Linked DNA regions of Mus musculus: all the other regions are linked to region 6. The links are chromatin contacts, called in public ChIA-PET, HiChIP or PLAC-seq and promoter capture Hi-C maps. All regions are on one chromosome and are shown on one strand. The core of a region is the stretch at or near the end of the contact, and the rest is flanking DNA. Distances in the headings are between cores, read along the strand shown. Region 1 holds the start of Aldoa (aldolase A, fructose-bisphosphate). Region 2 holds the start of Zfp747 (zinc finger protein 747). Region 3 holds the start of Tlcd3b (TLC domain containing 3B). Region 4 holds the start of E430018J23Rik (RIKEN cDNA E430018J23 gene). Region 5 holds the start of Ypel3 (yippee like 3). Region 6 holds the start of AI467606 (expressed sequence AI467606).

Region 1 (2,700 bases), core at 29-2,528, 290 kb after region 6:
CCTTTAGACTCCTGGTTATTTTAAGAGGTGAGTATCCTGCCTGCATCTGCTCTCCTTTGGAAAAAAAAAAAAAGTACAACCACCAGCAGGCACCAGAGTCAAGGGAGGAGGGAACCAGAGGAGGCAGTGGGAGGCAATATCTAGATGTTTTCCCTTCTTGTTCTGCCTTACAGATCCTGGACCTGAGACTGATTTCTTGACTAATTTCACTGTATTTCCAAGGAAGAGGTTCCTCTAAAGACCGGTGAGTGAGCAGTGGCACCTCCTCCTCTCAAGGCAAACCAAAGCTGCCTCTTCTTCACCCCCCACGCAGGGATGAATGTCAGGAGCCTCAGGTTTCCCTAAATATAGGTCCCGGCCGCGGGATTCGTGGTGGGGAAAGGGCAGGGGTTACCGAGAAGGTCTGGGACACTGGTGCGGGGGTGTGTAGGGGAGGGGTGGGGAGTAGGAGCTGCCTTAAAACCCAGCCCTGGACTGCCGGGCTCACTCTCTGCTGACCGGGCTCTGCGGCTTCTGTCACTGCGCCACAGGTGGGCCGCTATCCGGATTGCAGGATGGGAATGGGGGTTGCGGATTGGGACCTGAGGAAACTGAGTGCTCTGAGAGTTACAGGGTGACAAGAGAGCTCCGAGACGGATTTTTTTATTTTGGAGAAGGAAATCAGGTTCGGGAAAGACCTGTCTGGCTTGGGCCAGTCCTTGTCGGTCATTTCCTCAAACTGGGTGTGTTTAGCTCGCGGGTGGTGCCTCCCGCCAATCTGCTAGGCAACGCCAGGCCTGGATACGCCACTCAGTTCCGATGTGGCCGGCACACTAGTTCTGGGAGGTTTTGCCTGCGTACCATGTCAGCTGCGCCGTGCTCTGGCCAGGGAGAGATGGAACGCGCCCTGCATTTTAGTCAAGCGACGAAGCAGGCAGGCAGGGAGGCTCCGAAGCTCTGCGTTCTTAGCAGTGACGTCAGGCTGCAACTACACAGCCGGAAGCCAGGGGTCTTGGAGGAGAGGCCAGCCACCATCTCACTCTGACCCCCTCCCTACTCTTCGCCAACCCACATTCCGGCTGAGTCACGATGTTCGCGCGCGCGCCAGGCAGGGGTTGGGGGGGGGGGTGTTGGGGGGGGGGGCCTGGTGACCTGCGGGATGTGGCTCGAGTCACGTCCTAGCGGGGCGGAGGAGGGATCGTGTTCTAGCCGCTTGTCTCCTCCCCAGTGCCGCCTCCTATCGGAGCATCTTGGGGCGGTGCTGCGCACAGTGCCCACCTTCAATTGGACGGTTCCCGTCCCTGCAAGGGAAAAAACCTGCAGAGGGCGGAGCGGCGCCTTTAAATGTCCGGGGCCCCGCCTCCCGTCCCCCCCAACCCAGCTGAATAGGCTGCGTTCTCTTGGAACGCGCAGCAGAACGAGGTTCTGGTGACCCTAGCCGCGTTCGCTCCTTAGTCCTTTCGCCTACCCACCGGCGTACCAGGCAGACCCACCCCGTCCTGTGCCAGGTGAGCGCCATTTGACACGTGCTCGGGGAAGGGTCTATGGGGTTAGGATCTTGGGCCGGTGGCGGGCAGTGCAGAGCCGTCTTCCCCACGGCCCCTCACTTCTCCTTTTTCTACCCCCACGCTTGCCCCCAGCCCGGGTTCTCCGGCCTGCGCCCTGGCGGTTCGCTGCGCCACGCAGCAACTCAGCGCGCTGAGTCATGCCGGGGGAGGAAGCAAGATGAGGTGGAAAAACAGACCCCTCTTTATTTTTGCAAAAACTCTCCGCTATGCAAAGCATCAGGGTCCCATTTCCTATTCAAGAGATCTCAAGAAGCGATGGGGAGACGGGGGCGATCGGCTCTTACACCGTCTCAGGATTTACGCGATGGGGTGGAGGAAATTGGTTTCCTTTCGGGGGAGCCCCAGGAGAGAAGGCTAAACTCCTCAGCTGCAGTACTCTGTTGCCCATTAACACTTTACTATCTTTCCTTATCTGTGACCTTGATTCTGAGTCTGGAACCGCTGTAGCGTAGAAGTGCACGTGCCTCGTACATCCTTTCCCTCCCCTTCTAACAGTATGGAGGCAAAGGTTTCGTTCTACCTGGGCTCCATAGCCCCTTTTCTGTGCTTCTGATGGCCCTGTGTTTTTCCTAATAATTAATCCTTTTCCTCGAGCTCCTCCCCCGCAACCATCACGAAGAGAGAAGCCTGACCTTGGGGTGTCCTTGAAGCCTGGGCCGGCCCTGGGTGGATTAGAAGGGGCCCCCCCACCTCAGTCGGGAAATCTTGGTTCTCTCTTAACTCTCGCCTTTGGGTTGCTATGTGGCTTTGAGCACAGATCATTTCTTTCTTGGGCTCTTTCAGATGAGGGTATTAGGCTCTCTGCCCTATTCGTGATCCTTAAATTCTAAAATATTCCCGGTTCAATTTTGTTTCTAGGCAAGGTGACCCATGGCAACGCGCAGGCCAGATGGGTCCAGCTTCAACATGACCCGCCTGTCCCTGGCTCTGGCTTTTTCCTTTCCCCCAGTTGCCAGTGAGCAACCCCACTCTGAGCTGGGCAACACCCAGCAACAGACAGAGTTAGGAAAGGTACAGGAAGAGGCAGGTCTAGTATAGGGAAGTCGGGAGTAGGGGAGAGCTCTGGGACAGGAAGTATCCCAGGACCCTCAGGGAGTGGGGCAGGGGAGGTGGGGGCTAGTGCCCTGGCCTCCAGGGAAGCTTTGTTACCGGG
Region 2 (2,700 bases), core at 131-2,630, 280 kb before region 6:
TCATGATAGTCAGACATCATGACAACCCTACTCCTGCTTCACCATCACCACTTTGAAAATTTCCCTTTTTTTAATTAAACCAAAATGGGGGAATGTTAACATTTCTTCTAGGCTCTGCCCTCGTTTCCTGCCAACAGCCATGACTCATTATAAAAGGGTCTGCTTGCTCCCTCCTTTTGCTCTCTTGCTCTCTAACCCTCTTCTGCTCTGTCCCTTCTCTCCCCATTCCCCTCCCCCCTCTATATGTGTTCTACTCCCTCTCTTTCTCTGTCTCTCTCTCTTTCTCTCTCAATCCCTCTATCCTTCCCCCTTCTCTCCCTCTCTCTCTGTCTCCCTGCCTCTGTCTCTATTAAGCAGTCAACTCTCCTCCCCATGCCTTAAATGAACTCTATTCTATACTGTACCATTGTGAGCTGGTCCCTCTGGAGGAATGGATGCCTGAGCATGAGCTCACAGAGGTACCCCATTCACCTACCCCACACTGTGCCTCCACCAACATATCCCTGGTTTCTTTGTCTTTTTTTATAAAGTACAAACAGCTCTGAATGATGACAAATAGGATAATATCCCTTTTGTAAGTAGGTATTTTTATATTAAAATAACAATGAGTCAGACTTAAATCCTTACTGTGAGTTGGACCTCATTCCTCCCGGGACTCTCACAAATGGCCCAGATATCTTAACTCCCTCCTATGAGTGAGGCAGAGAAATCCAGTTGGGCAGGTGTACATCTAACCTTTTAGAAGATTAGATGGTCTGGAATGTCCCAGGTGTCCTGGCTGATCAAAGATCAGCTCTGTGATCTCTGATCTGTATCAGGAGCAGTCAGTATTCCTCAACTAGTTTGAGATTTGTAGACCAAGCTGGTGGAACCACCCCAATTGGAGGCCTGCTTCATTTGATAGCTCATTAACAGGGCTGGAGAGATGGCTCAGCAGCTAAGAGCACAGACTGCTCATCCTAAAGGTTCTGAGTTCAAATCCCAGCAACCACTTGATGCCTCACAACCATCTCCTGGTGTGTCTGAAGACAGCTACAGTACTCGTTGAAATTAATTTAAAAAAAAAAAAAAAAAGCTTATTAACAGCCCTCCCTCCACAGGCTTGCTTCTAGCTCCAAGATGAACACTGACCACAAATAAAATACTAAACATCTATTCACAGGCCGCTTCCACCTAGCTGACTGTGAGAGGGGTGTGGTTCTCCTGAGACCATAAAACCCTCCCTGTTTGTGGTGCTCACAGGCAGGGTGTGTCATGTTGGCCTGCCAGCCTGGGACTTGTTCTCAGACTGGCACTTGTAGACTCTGTGGCCATTTTGGTTGAGGGCTTGATGTCATTGGTGCAGGAAGTCACGTGATACAACCCTGGGCAGGACCGCTAGGGAGCGTAGTTTTGAGACGCCGCGCCCAAGTCCACATTTTTACTCGGTCTTCCGGAAATCTCCGCTGTGCTCCTATCAGTTTTCACTTTTTCCCTACGTTAAGGTGCACACGGACCTGGTTCCTGTCCTTTTTCAGCCCTGGTACCCGAAAACGGACACGTTGGACTGGGCAGGCAATCCCAGGAGTGCGGGGCTGACCCAGGGACTGTGCGGGGAGTCTACATGGCGCAGGTGATGGCCCCGGGAAGGGCCTCGGTACCGCCTGTGTTCTGTAAACCTGGGACTGTGAGCTTCGCGGACGTGGCCGTGTACTTCTCCCCGGAGGAGTGGAGGTATCTGCGGCCGGCGCAGAGAGCCCTGTACCGAGAGGTGATGCGCGAGACCTACGGTCTCCTGACCTATCTCGGTGAGAACCTTCCTGGCCGCCGTGGTCGCGATGCCTGTGACACCGTGGGTCCTGCGTGGCAGCAGAGAGACCTGGGCACGGGCGGTCGGAACCAACTGGGTCGTCCTCCTGACTAGTGGGTTTGCTATCTTTCCCTACAGACGTCGGATGCGCCAAACCAGCGCTCATCAGCTGGGTGGAGGAAGAGTCCGAAGTGTGGGGACCCGGTGCCCAGGATCCAGAGGTGGCCATGTGCAGGACAGAAGTCCACTCAGGTGAAGGACTGGGTACTTGCCTGGGGAAACTTCTGTGTTGCCAGCCTGTGTGGTGTCTTCTAGTGACTGCACTTACTGCCTGGCAGTTTCTTCCCTGTTTTTGTTTCTTGGCCAAAGCCATGATGGCTGGCCCCTGGATTCATCTAGAAAGGGGCTGTGATTGTTCTGTCCAGTGCTCTCACCTCGTATATACAGGGCCACTAGGCTGTACGGGTTGTAGCCCCTCGTTCCCACTCCTCTGCTGCCATCACTGTGGCTGCCTTCTGGAGTCTCCTTTAGCTCTTGCTTTCCACCTCTGAGAAGTGCTTAGCTTACTGCACTTGGGAATTGGGACCACACAGACACCTTTCTTTTCTTTTCAATTCTTTTCCTTTATTTTTTATTTTTTATTTTTTTAGAGGGTTTCTCTGTGTAGCCCTGGCTGTCCTGGAACTCACTCTGTAGACCAGGCTGGCCTCGAACTCAGAAATCTGCCTGCCTCTGCCTCCCAAGTGCTGGGATTAAAGGTGTGCGCCACCAAGCCGAGGCCCAGACCCCTTTCTTTATGCTGCATTTGGACATCTGCACACTGCACATGCTCAGATGCTGTGACATCTCCACTCCTGTGTCCAGTCTGTCCCCTTGTGGGGCTGTGGAAATTAAGGGGCAGTAGAAGTCAG
Region 3 (2,700 bases), core at 36-2,535, 270 kb after region 6:
CTTACCATGGCCCTCTTCCTGGCGGCCCTATTCTAGAGATATACAAGTTTCACTGTCTACTTTTCTACACCTTGACCCCCAAACACTAGCCCTGAAAAACACAGTCTTGCCCCTTGGCTTGCTCCTGGGTGTCTTGTGGGACTGTTTAGTCACATGCTGCCCTGCTTTAGAGGGAGGATAGGAAGGTGCTAAGGGAAGCAAGCTCAAGCTCAATAGTAGTCCAGATGGCTGGGTTTCAATGAGGTCCAAGGAGGGAAGGAAGCTTGGATGTAACCTACCCACCACTACTGAGCCCAGGGGCGTGCTGGGGTCCCTTCCCCATGAAGCCTGTTGGAGAGAGAGGGGCTGAACTCTCGGGGAAGGCATGCCATTTACCTGGCGGAGACAATGACTGCGTCGGCCTCCTCCCAGCGCAGCTGGGGCAGCCTCTGGAGCGTGTTCTTGGATAGGAGGAAGAGTCCGGGGAACACCACCCCCCCAGCCACCATTGGGGTAAGCATGGTGACTTGAACCCGGGCAGGGAGACCAGAGGGTCCAGAAGGGACAGGAAGGCCAAATTGAGGGAGGGAGTTGGAGGTGAAGAAGGGATTGCCAAGCCAGAAAGGGAGAGAGAAAGAGGGAGGGGGAGGCACAAAGGGGCCAGGGCGGGGACAGGATGGGACAAGAGGACCAGTTCAGGGCAAGGGAGAAAGGGACTTCAATGAGATTGGGGACACAGAAAGAAAGGGCTAGCTAGGTGGCGGGGGGGGGGGGGGGACGACAGAGCGCTGGTGAGAGGATGGGGAGAGACTACCAAGGGAGGACTTGATGAGAGGACCAAGAGGGAGAGGGGACAGGAGGAGGAAGATGCAGTGGGGGAGGGGAGGGAGAACCGCGGCAGGTGGGGGGGGGGCTTACGTGGAGAGGCTGGGAGGGCCCAAGGAGGCGGGGTGGGGGACGGTGGTGCCAGCCCTGAAAAAAGGGAGGGAGGAAAGGACGGAGCGGAGCGGAGCGGAGGCGCAGCTGGGCAAGCGGTCACCAGTCAACACCGCTCTCCCGCCACCACAGGCTACCACCTCCTCCTGCTGCTGCCGCTAGAGCCCCGCTGCCCTGTGCAGACACCGCACATGGCATTATAGAGTTGGTGCCCAGCCCCCTGCCCCCTCTGTGAGGAGGGGGAGGGGGAGGGGAAGCCACCAGCTTGGGGAGGGTGGGAGAGGGGGAGGGAAATGATGGCACCGACCAGACACCAAGAAACCGGACCTGCAGCAGCGTTGTCTCCCATGCAGCTCTGAGCCACAGCAGCGGCTGCGACAGAGATGGGGGGGGACAAGGAAAGAGGGAGGGGGAGGCCCTTAAAGAGACAGGAGCTGCAGTGCAGGGGGCTGCTGGGGACAAGGGCTTAGGGAAAGGATGGCTCTTCTCTTAAACCCCCCCCCCCCCCCGGACACCTCCACCTAGCAGGAGTACTGAGCCGCCTTTCCTGTCAGCACTTTAAAAATGTCTGGCATTTCCTTCTGCTGGTGCTTATAAACATAAATGGGTGTCCCTCAGTGGCCTGCAGGGATCTCAGCTTAGGGGTGCTCACTCCAGCCAAGAAGATTTCCTGAAGAAAGCAGCCTGAGTAGATGGTGTGTTCCCTGAAGGCACAGATAGGAACAAGCCATTTCACGGTGTCCTTCAGACCCACAGCCCCCTCCACCCCGCCCGTCCGCCTCTCCAGTCAGAGGGAGTGGAAACTACATCAGTCACCTCGCTTGCACTCCGACTCGCACCACAACGAGTCACTCCCTCAGGAGTGTGGCTCACTATTGTGACAGCCCAGGGGGAAATCTATGCTCCTATGCTCTTCAGAGGTCAGGGGATAGCCCTGAGGTGGGAGCCAAGGTTCCCCAAGATCAGAAAGTTAAGATGTGACAGGAACAGAGCTAAGTGGGAAGAGATGGCTGGCTGTCAGAGCCCTCCAGCATGGCTTTGATGGCTAGCACCAGGGCACTGGGAGACAGGAAGCAGTCATGTAGACCTGGTGGCACTCCAGGAGCAGGAGGATCACTCCTGGTAGCCAGCTTGGGCGACAGAGGAAGTGCTCGCCTGGGAGAGAGGGTTAGAAGGTGGGCTTGAAGAGCAGAGGGTGCTTGCTGCCTGGAAAACCCAGTGGAGTTATGGAAGCCGGGGCCCCTCCCTCAGGCCAATGGCCTCCTGGAGTCCCCTTTTCCTTGTTGCCTTGGTTCCCTGTCCTCGGCCACTCCTCAGAACAGTCCTGCTTACACAGAAGAGCCTGGTGGCTGGCTGACTCAACTTCCTCCTTTAATCCAAGGGGAAGAGCAGCCCCGTGCTTTGGCCAGGGTAATTTAGGCCTAGCACACAACTACTAATGCTCACTCTCACATGGCCTCTTAGAGCCTGGCCTTTCCCAAACCCATCTGTCCTTCAGACTTGTATATCATGGGGACTGACACCTCACTGTAGCTTGAGTTTCTCACTGACCCTGAGATGAGCCTACTTATCTACTGACAACTGACCTTTCCAGCCCACAGCCTACTCCCTCTGCGCCCTAGAGGAAGGGGCCAATTCGCTATTTTGTGCTGCCCTCTAGTGGCAGTCTGTGGGAGTGGCTGAGGGAAGTCTTGACACCCGCAGGAGTTGGGGCTACTATTAGAGACCTTCGTAGACCTGGAAACCACAGGGGAAGAGGTCCACTTTCCCAGGTCTTACTACAGA
Region 4 (2,700 bases), core at 13-2,512, 300 kb before region 6:
AGGTATTTTATATTAAAATAGCAATGAACCAGACTGAAAACCTGGATGTATATGACCGTGAGTAGGGCCTCATTCCTCTCTTGGATATTTCATGGGAATCTCACAATCTTCCCAGAAACTTTAATTCCTTCCTGGAAGTGAAGGGGAAAAAAAATCCAGATGGGCAGATGTAGAGTTTTAGAAGATTAGGTCGTGAATGTTCCGAGTGTCCTGGCTGATCAAAGACCAGCTCTATGATCTCAGACATGTGTCAAGGACAGTATTTCTCAACTACTTTGAGATGTGTAGACCAAGCTGGTGGAAACAACCTCTGAGACTGCTATACTTTCTAGCTTATTAATATTCTTCCTGCCACAGGCTTTCTGGGGCTCCACAATACACTGACCAGAAGAAAAACACCAAACACCTGTTAATTCCTGAGTCCAGCCATTGCTGGACCTCCATCTTGCTGACAGGGTTCAGGATCCCAGGCTGGAACTAACAACTATCCTGTGACTTTAGGTGTTTCATGTTTGTTATCCAGTAAAGGCTGTAAAGAGGGATGTTGCTGTTATTTGCTGTCTAAACTAAGGCACACAAGTCATAAATGTGCAGATTGCCCACTCCATTGTTCCCTTATCATTCTAAATTCCAGACCAGTCCAGGATGCGACCTGGCTGCAAAAGCTAAATCAAGGAACCTGAAACAAAGTGACGCTGATGAGGTCCAGTCACCAAAGTTAACTTCCTTGCTTAACCCATTGTGTGAAAGACTGACTAACGCAACAGTGCACCCAAGTCCCCCTTGCTTTGTGTTTTCATCCTATGAAAACGTTATATAAGCTCTGTTCCGGGATGCTGTTCAGCTCCCAAATTGGCCACTACATACGCGTGCACAGAAATAAAGCTTTCATTTTTAAACTTCTATCTCTGAAATGAGTTTTCTCAGATTCTACCCCAACCCAAAATTCACAGACTGCTTCCACCTAGCTTAACTTGAGAGTGGTGTGAACACACAGAATCTGTACCATTCCTCAACTGCACGATACTCGCGGTCCTGGAGTCCCCGCCCACATAGGCACGTCCACTTCAGTCTTGGTCTTAGATTGGCACTTGTAGACACTTTGGCCATTTTGGATGAGGGCTAGAAAACAATGACCCAGGAAATCCGGTGACGTAACCTTGGGCGGGACCCCAGGGATCAAGGTTCTTGTTACTCCCCGCCCCGCCCCGCCCCGCCCCGCCCCCACACGTTTATGCACAAATACTGCTACCATTTCTATGAGTTCATCACCACGTCTTGCATCTGTACCTGCTTCTAGGAATCTTCAATTTTCACCTACATTAGGGTGCTCACGGACCTGATATATGTCCTTTCTCAGCCCTGGTACCCCACCGCGGCAACCTAGGATCTGGCAGGCGATCCAGGGGACGCCAGGCAGATCACGGAACAGTGCGGGGAGTCCCCATGGCGCCGCGGATGGCCCCGGAAAGGGCCTCCGCTTGGCCTGCATTCCTTAAGCCTGGGACTGTGAGCTTCGCGGACGTGGCCGTGTACTTCTCCCCGGAGGAGTGGAGGTGTCTGCGGCCGGCGCAGAGAACCCTGTACCGAGAGGTGATGCGCGAGACCTATGGTCTCCTGGCCTCTCTGGGTGAGAACCTTCCTGGCCGCCTGGGTTCGCGTAGCCCTTGACACTGTGGGTCATGCGGTGGATCGGAGTTCCCTGGGTACGGGTGGTCGTAACAAGTGGGTCGACCTGACTCGTGGGGTTTGCTATCTTTCCCTCCAGAAGTCGGGGGCGACAAACCAGCGCTCATCTGCTGGGTGGAGGAAGAGTCCGAAGTGTGGGGACCCGGTGCCCAGGAGCCAGAGGTGGCCATGTGCAGGACAGAAGTCCACTCAGGTGAAGGACTGGGTACTTGCCTGGGGAAACTTCTGTGTTGCCAGCCTGTGTGGTGTCTTCTAGTGACTGCACTTACTGCCTGGCAGTTTCTTCCCTGTTTTTCTGTTTCTTGGCCAAAGCCATGATGGCTGGCCCCTGGATTCATCTGAAAAGGGTTCTGTCCAGTGCTCTCACCTCATATCTACAGGGTCACTAGGCTGTATAGGTTGTAGCCCCTCGTTCCCACTCCTCTGCTGCCATCTCTGTGACTGCGTTCTGGAGTCTCCTTCAGTTCTTGCTGTCCACCTCTGACAAGTGCTTAGCTCACTGCACTTGGGAATGGGGACCACACAGACACCTTTCTTTATGCTGCATCTGGACATCTGTGCACCACGCATGCTCAGATGCTGTGGCCTCTCCCCTCCTGTGCCCTGTTTCCATGTGGGGCTGTGGGAATCGAGGGGCAGTAGAGTCAGAGTCTGAGCTTTGTCATGGTCTCCCAGCAGATTGCAGGCACGAGAAGGAAGGGAAGAGACCAAGGGAAGAGACCAAGGCAACCAAGAAGATACTTTCTCCAGAAGCTGGGCCTATGGAGCCACGCCCCTCCTTTGCTTCCCCTTCTTGCAACTTGGAGCTGCTTTTCAAGAACTCTCAGCAGGGGCACCCCACTGTTGCGGTGCACAACCCTATCCTAAAAGCAGACCAGCGTCATGGGTGCCATGTGTGTGGGAAGAGTTTTGCCCACCAGTCCAAACTGGTGGAGCACCTGTACACTCACACAGGTGAAAAGCCATTTCAGTGCCCAGACTGCGACAAGTATTTCGGCCGGGCTTCTTCCC
Region 5 (2,700 bases), core at 61-2,560, 310 kb after region 6:
TCAGCAGCCCAGAGCCACCCTCTAGCTAGTATGTTAAGTGTCTGGTCTTAGCCTCTAAGAGGAGCCTGATCATGGCTTCCTGTCAGAAACAAGGGACTCTGGGAATATCAGCATACCAGGGAGTCACAGGTCACAACAGAGGTCAGGAAAAGAAAGGAAGGAGATGAATACTCACACAGAGTTGAAGAGGTAGGCACGTCCCTGACTGCCCTGGAAGGACTGGAGGGTAGTGGGGAGACGAGAGGAGGGGGTTAGGGCTATTGGTGGGGAGTTGCCAGGCAGCCCATTGCCATTCTAGACTAAAATGTGACCTGCTTACCTTGGAGATGAGGTCGTCGTGGTTGGCCAGGTGAGCACGGCAGTGGGCACAGCTATACCTCCGGTGACAGTCATCCAAGTAGGCCTGAAACGTCTTGGGCTTTGAAATCCGCACCATGGCGGGGGCCAAGGGCAGTGGCCCCACGCGGGGAGCGGCCCACGGGGAGCAGAGGGAGCCCAGTGCCTGCCAGGAAGGAGAGGTGGACGATCAGGACTAAGGCCACACACATGTAGACAAGCCCAGAACTATGGGGACTCTGTCACACTTGGCTGCTCTCTCCTTTCCCTAGAGCCAGCAGTCTCACCAGGGACCAGAGTCATCTCAGTTTTGACTCACTGAGGAGGCCTCAGGTTGCATCAGCGGGTAAACTGAGGCTAGGAGGAGCTCTAGGTGAGTCACCCACCAGCTTCTGGCCTCACCCCTGCTGAGCTGGCATCTGAACTGGCATCTGAAACGTGAAGAAGGGGCTTCAGAGTGGATGGGCTGCCAGTTTTCAGTTTTGAGGAATGGGGGGGGGGGGCAGAAACTGACTGGTCCTTGGGACCCTAGTTGGACTAGTGATAGGGCAAATGTGGGGTATATGGAGTTCGCTTGGGGAAAGGGTCTCTCACCTGGAGGAGGCAGGCCTCCCCAAAGGAAGAGGGTCCCCTAGAGAGAGGAGGGGTTTTTACCTGCAGGCGCTGAGCCTCATCTCCGCCGAGGGGAATCTTACCTGCATCGCCAAGCCTTACCTGAGACCCCGGGGCTCACCTGGGGCGAGGGGATGGGGGCGTGCGCGGGGGAAGGGGCAGTCCTCGCTTGCGGGGCGGGGGCGCGGGGCAACGCGCAGAGACGTCGGTCCAGGCCTCACCTCGCCTGGGCGCGTGGAGGGCCCGGTCCGCGGGGTGGCCTGGCCTGGGAGTGGGGGGCGCTCCTGATGGGCGCCGTCCCCCCCGGCCCGGTTCACAGCCGCCTCGACTTGTTTACACCGAGACCAGCTGCTGCCGCGGCTGCGGCGGGAGGGGGAGGGGGCCGGCCTCCTGTCCCGGCGGCCTTCGTGGCCAATCGGAGCGCCTCATGCAAATGAGGGGGCGCGTCATACGGCGGCCAGCGCAGGCTGGGCTGCCCTTCCCCCTGCTCCGGGCTCCCGCTAGCCGTCTCGCCCGGAAATGCGGCTACGACTTGCAGCCTAACCCAGAGGCTAACCCGGGCGTGATTGCACCTCTGCTGCTCTGCTATCTCGGGTGCTCAGAGACAAGGATCCTAACCCGGCATGGGGCTAATAAGAGCGTGTTATCTGTATGCAAACCCCTGGGAAATAGTCGTAATTGTCTTCGTTTATCCACAGACCACTGTCTCCATTTGACCAGTTTCCTGAGGCTTGGAGAAGAGATCCTCTCCAGAGATTATCCAGATGGTAAGAGTCAAAGTTGGAATTCACACTTTTCCCAAGCACGTGGAACAGATTGTTAGAAGGGAACTAAAGGTGTCCTTCTATTAGACTCCCAGGAACCAACGCTTTAAAAATCTCTACTGCTGAGCATCATCTGCTCCAGGCATTCTCTGGTATGCCTGACCTCGAGGTTTCTGTAGGTCTGACCCCAGTGAAAATGTCTGTTTAATCGTGTGTCTGGTATACTTAGACTTGTGTTCACTGCAGAGTCCCAGGAACCAGGCAGGCTTGAAAAGTGCTGCACTGGGAATATTTATTAAATGAACTCCAATGTTGGAGATCAGAAAGTGGACAGCAGGTACTGTGGGAGAGCCTGCGAGCTAATCCATGCCTGCCTGCTGCAGTACAGCTCAGCACATAAGGTGCCCAACATCAGTAACATGAGGAAATTCCGTCCCTTGCATATGCCTGGGTCTCTTAATGGTTTCAGGACAACCACTCATCTCTGAATCTCTAGAGTCTAGGTCCAGGACGCTTGGGCTAGCATGCTTTAGAGTGGAGGCCAAGCTGGCACAGGGTGTGGTGCCACTCTGCTGGGTCTGGAATGTAGTGGAACAAGTGGGCCAGCCTACTGACACCCCCAGGCTTTTATTTGCAGGGGTGTCAGTGGGCAGAGTCTCACTTTGTAGCCCTGGCATTATAACTCACAGAAATCCACCTGCCTCTGCCTTCCAAGTACTGAGGTTAAAGCCTAGGCCTAGCTCACCACAGGCTTTCTTGATCTCTCCTAAGATGCTATGTGCACTTGCTTGCAGTAAACTCTGAGCTGCATTCATGGTATGCAAGCCTTCTACCACCAACTTCCATCCCCAGCCGCTAATGCCATCTTTTTAGCCTCCCGAATCGACCCTCCAACCCCTTGTTCCATGAACTATGTTACTGACAAGAAAATATTTATTTTTTAAGAGAAAGACAGGACAGGGCCTCAGGCTGAGGAGGCTGGGTCTCT
Region 6 (2,700 bases), core at 63-2,562:
TGTCATGGGGCCTCTCCTCTTGGGTCTGAGGCCTCCAGAAGGTGCTCTGGGCTGGGACTTCTGGTGGGGTCTGAGGAACTAGAGAACTGAGGGAAGAGTATGGGGCTGAAGTGGCTGGTGGAGCAGTTGCTCTGCCCTCTAAGGTGCCACCGGGTGTTGGGGGACCTGGAGCCCTGTCCATCAGCAGAGGCATGGAGGAGCCGTACCAATCCTCAGAGCGCTCCCGGGCGCTGCTCGTGGGCTCAATCCACAGTTCTCCTCCAGGGCGCCAGACTAGGGTGGGGGCACGCTGGCTGGGGTCTGGTTGCGGGCGGCGGAACAGGCGTTCGGCCAGTACAGCAGTAGTTATGATGAAGAAGGCTGTGAGAGAGGCCAGGCCCAGCATGATGGGAATACAAGGTCCACAGGGGATTACTACCCACACTGCTGCCTCCGCTGTAGGCTCAGGGAGCCCCTCCGTGTGCCCAGAGGGCTGCTGAGGCGTCACTGGCATCTGGGAGACTCAGTGTGGACTCAGAACAGTCAGGAACGTCTCCACTGGGAGAAGGAAAGGACAGCAACCAGAGGATATCCCGTTTCCTGGAAAGAGATTCAACAACGGTTCTAACAACTTGACCGTGGCACAGGATGAGACAGTGCTTAGACTGCATGTCACTGGGACTGCACATCATTGGCCTTTTTTTTAAACTGTAACTTTACTTCAGAACCTCAGAGACAGATTGGGAGTCGGGAGTGCTGGATCTCTTTGTCCCTCATCTTGCGTTCCTGCTCCCACCCCCACCCCTACCCACTGTTAATTCGGCTCTTCTAATTGGCTTATTGAGCATGGGTGGCAAAACTAGAGAGGAGCAAAGGGTCCCAGAGAGGTCAAGAGCAAACCAGGAGAGGCCGGAGAACAAGCCAGAGCTGGCTGAGGCTCCCCTGCACAGTCGCAGGCCTTACTTCCCCTCCAGCCCCACCCCCCACCTCTGATGACAGATCAAAGGTCTGGGCTCTCAGGTCTTGCCTCAGTCTCAAGTGAGGAGACTTGGAATGAGAGAGAAACCCCTTGCTGGCCCCTCCCTTCCATATGCACCTACTCTTTGAGCCACCTAACCGCTCTCCTTGGAGGTGGCCCTGTTGTGCTATCTGGCTGTACCAGGTCTGTGGCCCGGCACCTATCCAGCTTCCCCAGCTCTGCCCAATCACTGGCCTGTCTGCTTCCCTTGTTGGTATTTGTCCACATCTCTGCCACCAGTCCCCCATTTGCAGTTGCTTCCGCACCCCTCACCTCACCTGTCACCTTGCTTCAATCTTGGATTTCGCCGTTTTCAGAGCCCTTCTTCCCAGTGCATGCCGGGAGGGTGTGTGTGCGCGCAGCGATCTGAAAGGCCCTGGAGGGCTGGCCTCAGAAGAAGGCGGAAGGGAGGCTACCACCTGTTGCTGGGCGACTGTGCCCCAACTTTTCCTGCCCCCACAGAGTGTTTCCAAGGCAACCTGGGGATGTGGTCAGTGTGGTGAAGAACCACTTCCTGTGTAAGGTGGAGCCAGAATGAGCAGCTGCTTTGCTCCAGTCAGTCCCACCCCACAGGCAAGGTCCAGACCCCAGCGCCTTTACCTTGTCACCCCAAAGGCAAGACCCAGACCCCAGCGCGTTCACCATCTCACCCCAAAGGCAAGGCCCAGACCCCAGCGCTTTCACCTTCTCACCCCAAAGGCAAGACCCAGACCCCAGCGCCTTCACCTTCTCACCCCATAGGCAAGGCCTAGGCGCGATCACCATCTCACCCAACAGGCAAAGCCCAGACCCCAGCGCCTTCACCTTCTCACCCTACAGGCAAGGCCCAGACCCCAGCGCCTTCACCTTCTCACCCTACAGGCAAGGCCCAGACCTCAGCTCGCTCACCCAGGGGAGAGGAAGATTATAAAGACCGGCTCAGGGGCTCCCACAGCGCTGCGATGTATCTTGCTGCCTGCTTCTTGGAGGGTCCCTGTCCTTCCGTCTACTCCCTGCACCCTTTTCATCCAGCTGTGTCATACTTTTGTTTTGTTTGAGACAGGGACTTAAGATGTAGCCCAGGTTGGCCCCGAATCCCCCCCCCCCCCCCACACACACACATACACACTCCCGTAAGCCTTTTGAGTGTTGGTTTCAGTCCCAGGCCACTGTGCCCAGGCTCATCTCTCCACTACTTCTGATACCTAACGGTGTAAGCACTATGAGAGTAATTGTTACCGGTGTTGTTTAGGCCATCATACCTTTACATGGTGTGCATGCAGTGTCTGCGTGTGTGTGTGTGTGTGTGTGTGTGTGTGTAGACCAGAGTCTACTTAATTGATTTCCACCCTATTATTTTATTTTATGTGTTTGTGTGTTTAGCTCACCTGTATGCATTTTGGTCGCAAGCATGCCTCGTGTTCAAGGAGGCCAGAAGGGGATGTCAGATCTCTTGGAAGTGATTGACAGACAGTTGTGAGCCACTTTGTAAGTGCTAGGAATTGAACCTAGGTGCTCTGCAAGAGCATCGAATTAACTGCTGAACTCCCTCTCCCTCTCCCCTTCCCCATTCTCCCTGTCCCCCGGTCCCCCTCCTCCCTTCTCCCCCTATACCCTCTCCCCCTCTCCTCCTGTCCCCCTCTTTCCTTCCCCAGTGCTAAGCTAATAGGAGCACTTAGCTGAGCTTGCGGTGCCCATAGTTTTGAAGTGTGTGCTAAGGTCTA

Evidence for each region. Promoter capture Hi-C pulls out the DNA fragments that hold promoters and counts their contacts. ChIA-PET counts read pairs in DNA pulled down with a chosen protein or histone mark. HiChIP or PLAC-seq counts read pairs in DNA pulled down with a chosen protein or histone mark.
Region 1: a contact with region 6 is called in an H3K27ac HiChIP or PLAC-seq map of embryonic stem cells, with 8 times the contacts expected there. The contact joins the promoter of Aldoa here to the promoter of AI467606 in region 6. A contact is called at or near these places in 17 of 39 promoter capture datasets (the C10 cell line, the HPC-7 cell line, the SN4741 cell line and 11 more), 1 of 15 datasets of contacts at CTCF or cohesin (embryonic stem cells), 8 of 484 Hi-C or Micro-C datasets (B cells, CD4 T cells, the MNK3 cell line and 5 more), 54 of 115 datasets of contacts at active chromatin or transcription factors (the 230-238 cell line, DN3 thymocytes, the HPC-7 cell line and 35 more) and 4 of 9 other capture datasets (adipose tissue, liver, macrophages and 1 more).
Region 2: an RNA polymerase II ChIA-PET map of memory CD8 T cells shows a contact between it and region 6, with 177 read pairs. The contact joins the promoter of Zfp747 here to the promoter of AI467606 in region 6. A contact is called at or near these places in 2 of 115 datasets of contacts at active chromatin or transcription factors (bone marrow-derived macrophages and memory CD8 T cells).
Region 3: a contact with region 6 is called in a promoter capture Hi-C map of liver, with 12 times the contacts expected there. The contact joins the promoter of Tlcd3b here to the promoter of AI467606 in region 6. A contact is called at or near these places in 30 of 39 promoter capture datasets (the 3T3-L1 cell line, 3T3-L1-derived adipocytes, the C10 cell line and 18 more), 7 of 15 datasets of contacts at CTCF or cohesin (the G1E-ER4 cell line, the NIH/3T3 cell line, embryonic stem cells and 2 more), 193 of 484 Hi-C or Micro-C datasets (the 3T3-L1 cell line, 3T3-L1-derived adipocytes, the 63-12 cell line and 100 more), 52 of 115 datasets of contacts at active chromatin or transcription factors (the 230-238 cell line, the HPC-7 cell line, the NIH/3T3 cell line and 34 more) and 6 of 9 other capture datasets (adipose tissue, embryonic tail, embryonic trunk and 3 more).
Region 4: a contact with region 6 is called in an RNA polymerase II ChIA-PET map of memory CD8 T cells, with 326 read pairs. The contact joins the promoter of E430018J23Rik here to the promoter of AI467606 in region 6. A contact is called at or near these places in 2 of 115 datasets of contacts at active chromatin or transcription factors (memory CD8 T cells and pancreatic cancer cells).
Region 5: a contact with region 6 is called in an H3K4me3 HiChIP or PLAC-seq map of embryonic basal ganglia, with 4 times the contacts expected there. The contact joins the promoter of Ypel3 here to the promoter of AI467606 in region 6. A contact is called at or near these places in 27 of 39 promoter capture datasets (the 3T3-L1 cell line, 3T3-L1-derived adipocytes, the C10 cell line and 16 more), 1 of 15 datasets of contacts at CTCF or cohesin (embryonic stem cells), 13 of 484 Hi-C or Micro-C datasets (B cells, the CH12 cell line, the G1E-ER4 cell line and 4 more), 28 of 115 datasets of contacts at active chromatin or transcription factors (the 230-238 cell line, the HPC-7 cell line, the SCID.adh cell line and 19 more) and 5 of 9 other capture datasets (adipose tissue, embryonic stem cells, embryonic tail and 2 more).

The regions. Positions count from the first base shown.
Region 1 is chr7:126,797,832-126,800,531 of GRCm38.p6, reverse strand. It overlaps Aldoa (aldolase A, fructose-bisphosphate), which reads left to right and starts at 1,278. Exons shown (of 9, transcript NM_007438.4): 1 at 1,278-1,487.
Region 2 is chr7:127,374,730-127,377,429 of GRCm38.p6, reverse strand. Zfp747 (zinc finger protein 747) reads left to right here and starts at 1,380. Exons shown (of 3, transcript NM_175560.3): 1 at 1,380-1,787; 2 at 1,928-2,041. The coding sequence starts at 1,604.
Region 3 is chr7:126,821,888-126,824,587 of GRCm38.p6, reverse strand. It overlaps Tlcd3b (TLC domain containing 3B), which reads right to left and starts at 1,285. Exons shown (of 5, transcript NM_029978.1): 1 at 376-1,285. The coding sequence starts at 500.
Region 4 is chr7:127,392,183-127,394,882 of GRCm38.p6, reverse strand. It overlaps E430018J23Rik (RIKEN cDNA E430018J23 gene), which reads left to right and starts at 1,262. Exons shown (of 3, transcript NM_198011.2): 1 at 1,262-1,630; 2 at 1,769-1,882; 3 at 2,368-2,700. The coding sequence starts at 1,447. It also overlaps a transcript of Zfp764 not described here.
Region 5 is chr7:126,775,573-126,778,272 of GRCm38.p6, reverse strand. It overlaps Ypel3 (yippee like 3), which reads right to left and starts at 1,310. Exons shown (of 5, transcript NM_025347.3): 1 at 1,170-1,310; 2 at 320-502; 3 at 176-219. The coding sequence starts at 436. It overlaps Gdpd3 (glycerophosphodiester phosphodiesterase domain containing 3), which reads right to left. Exons shown (of 10, transcript NM_024228.2): 10 at 2,628-2,700. The coding sequence ends at 2,646.
Region 6 is chr7:127,090,048-127,092,747 of GRCm38.p6, reverse strand. AI467606 (expressed sequence AI467606) reads right to left here and starts at 1,312. Exons shown (of 2, transcript NM_178901.3): 1 at 1,276-1,312; 2 at 1-579. The coding sequence starts at 493.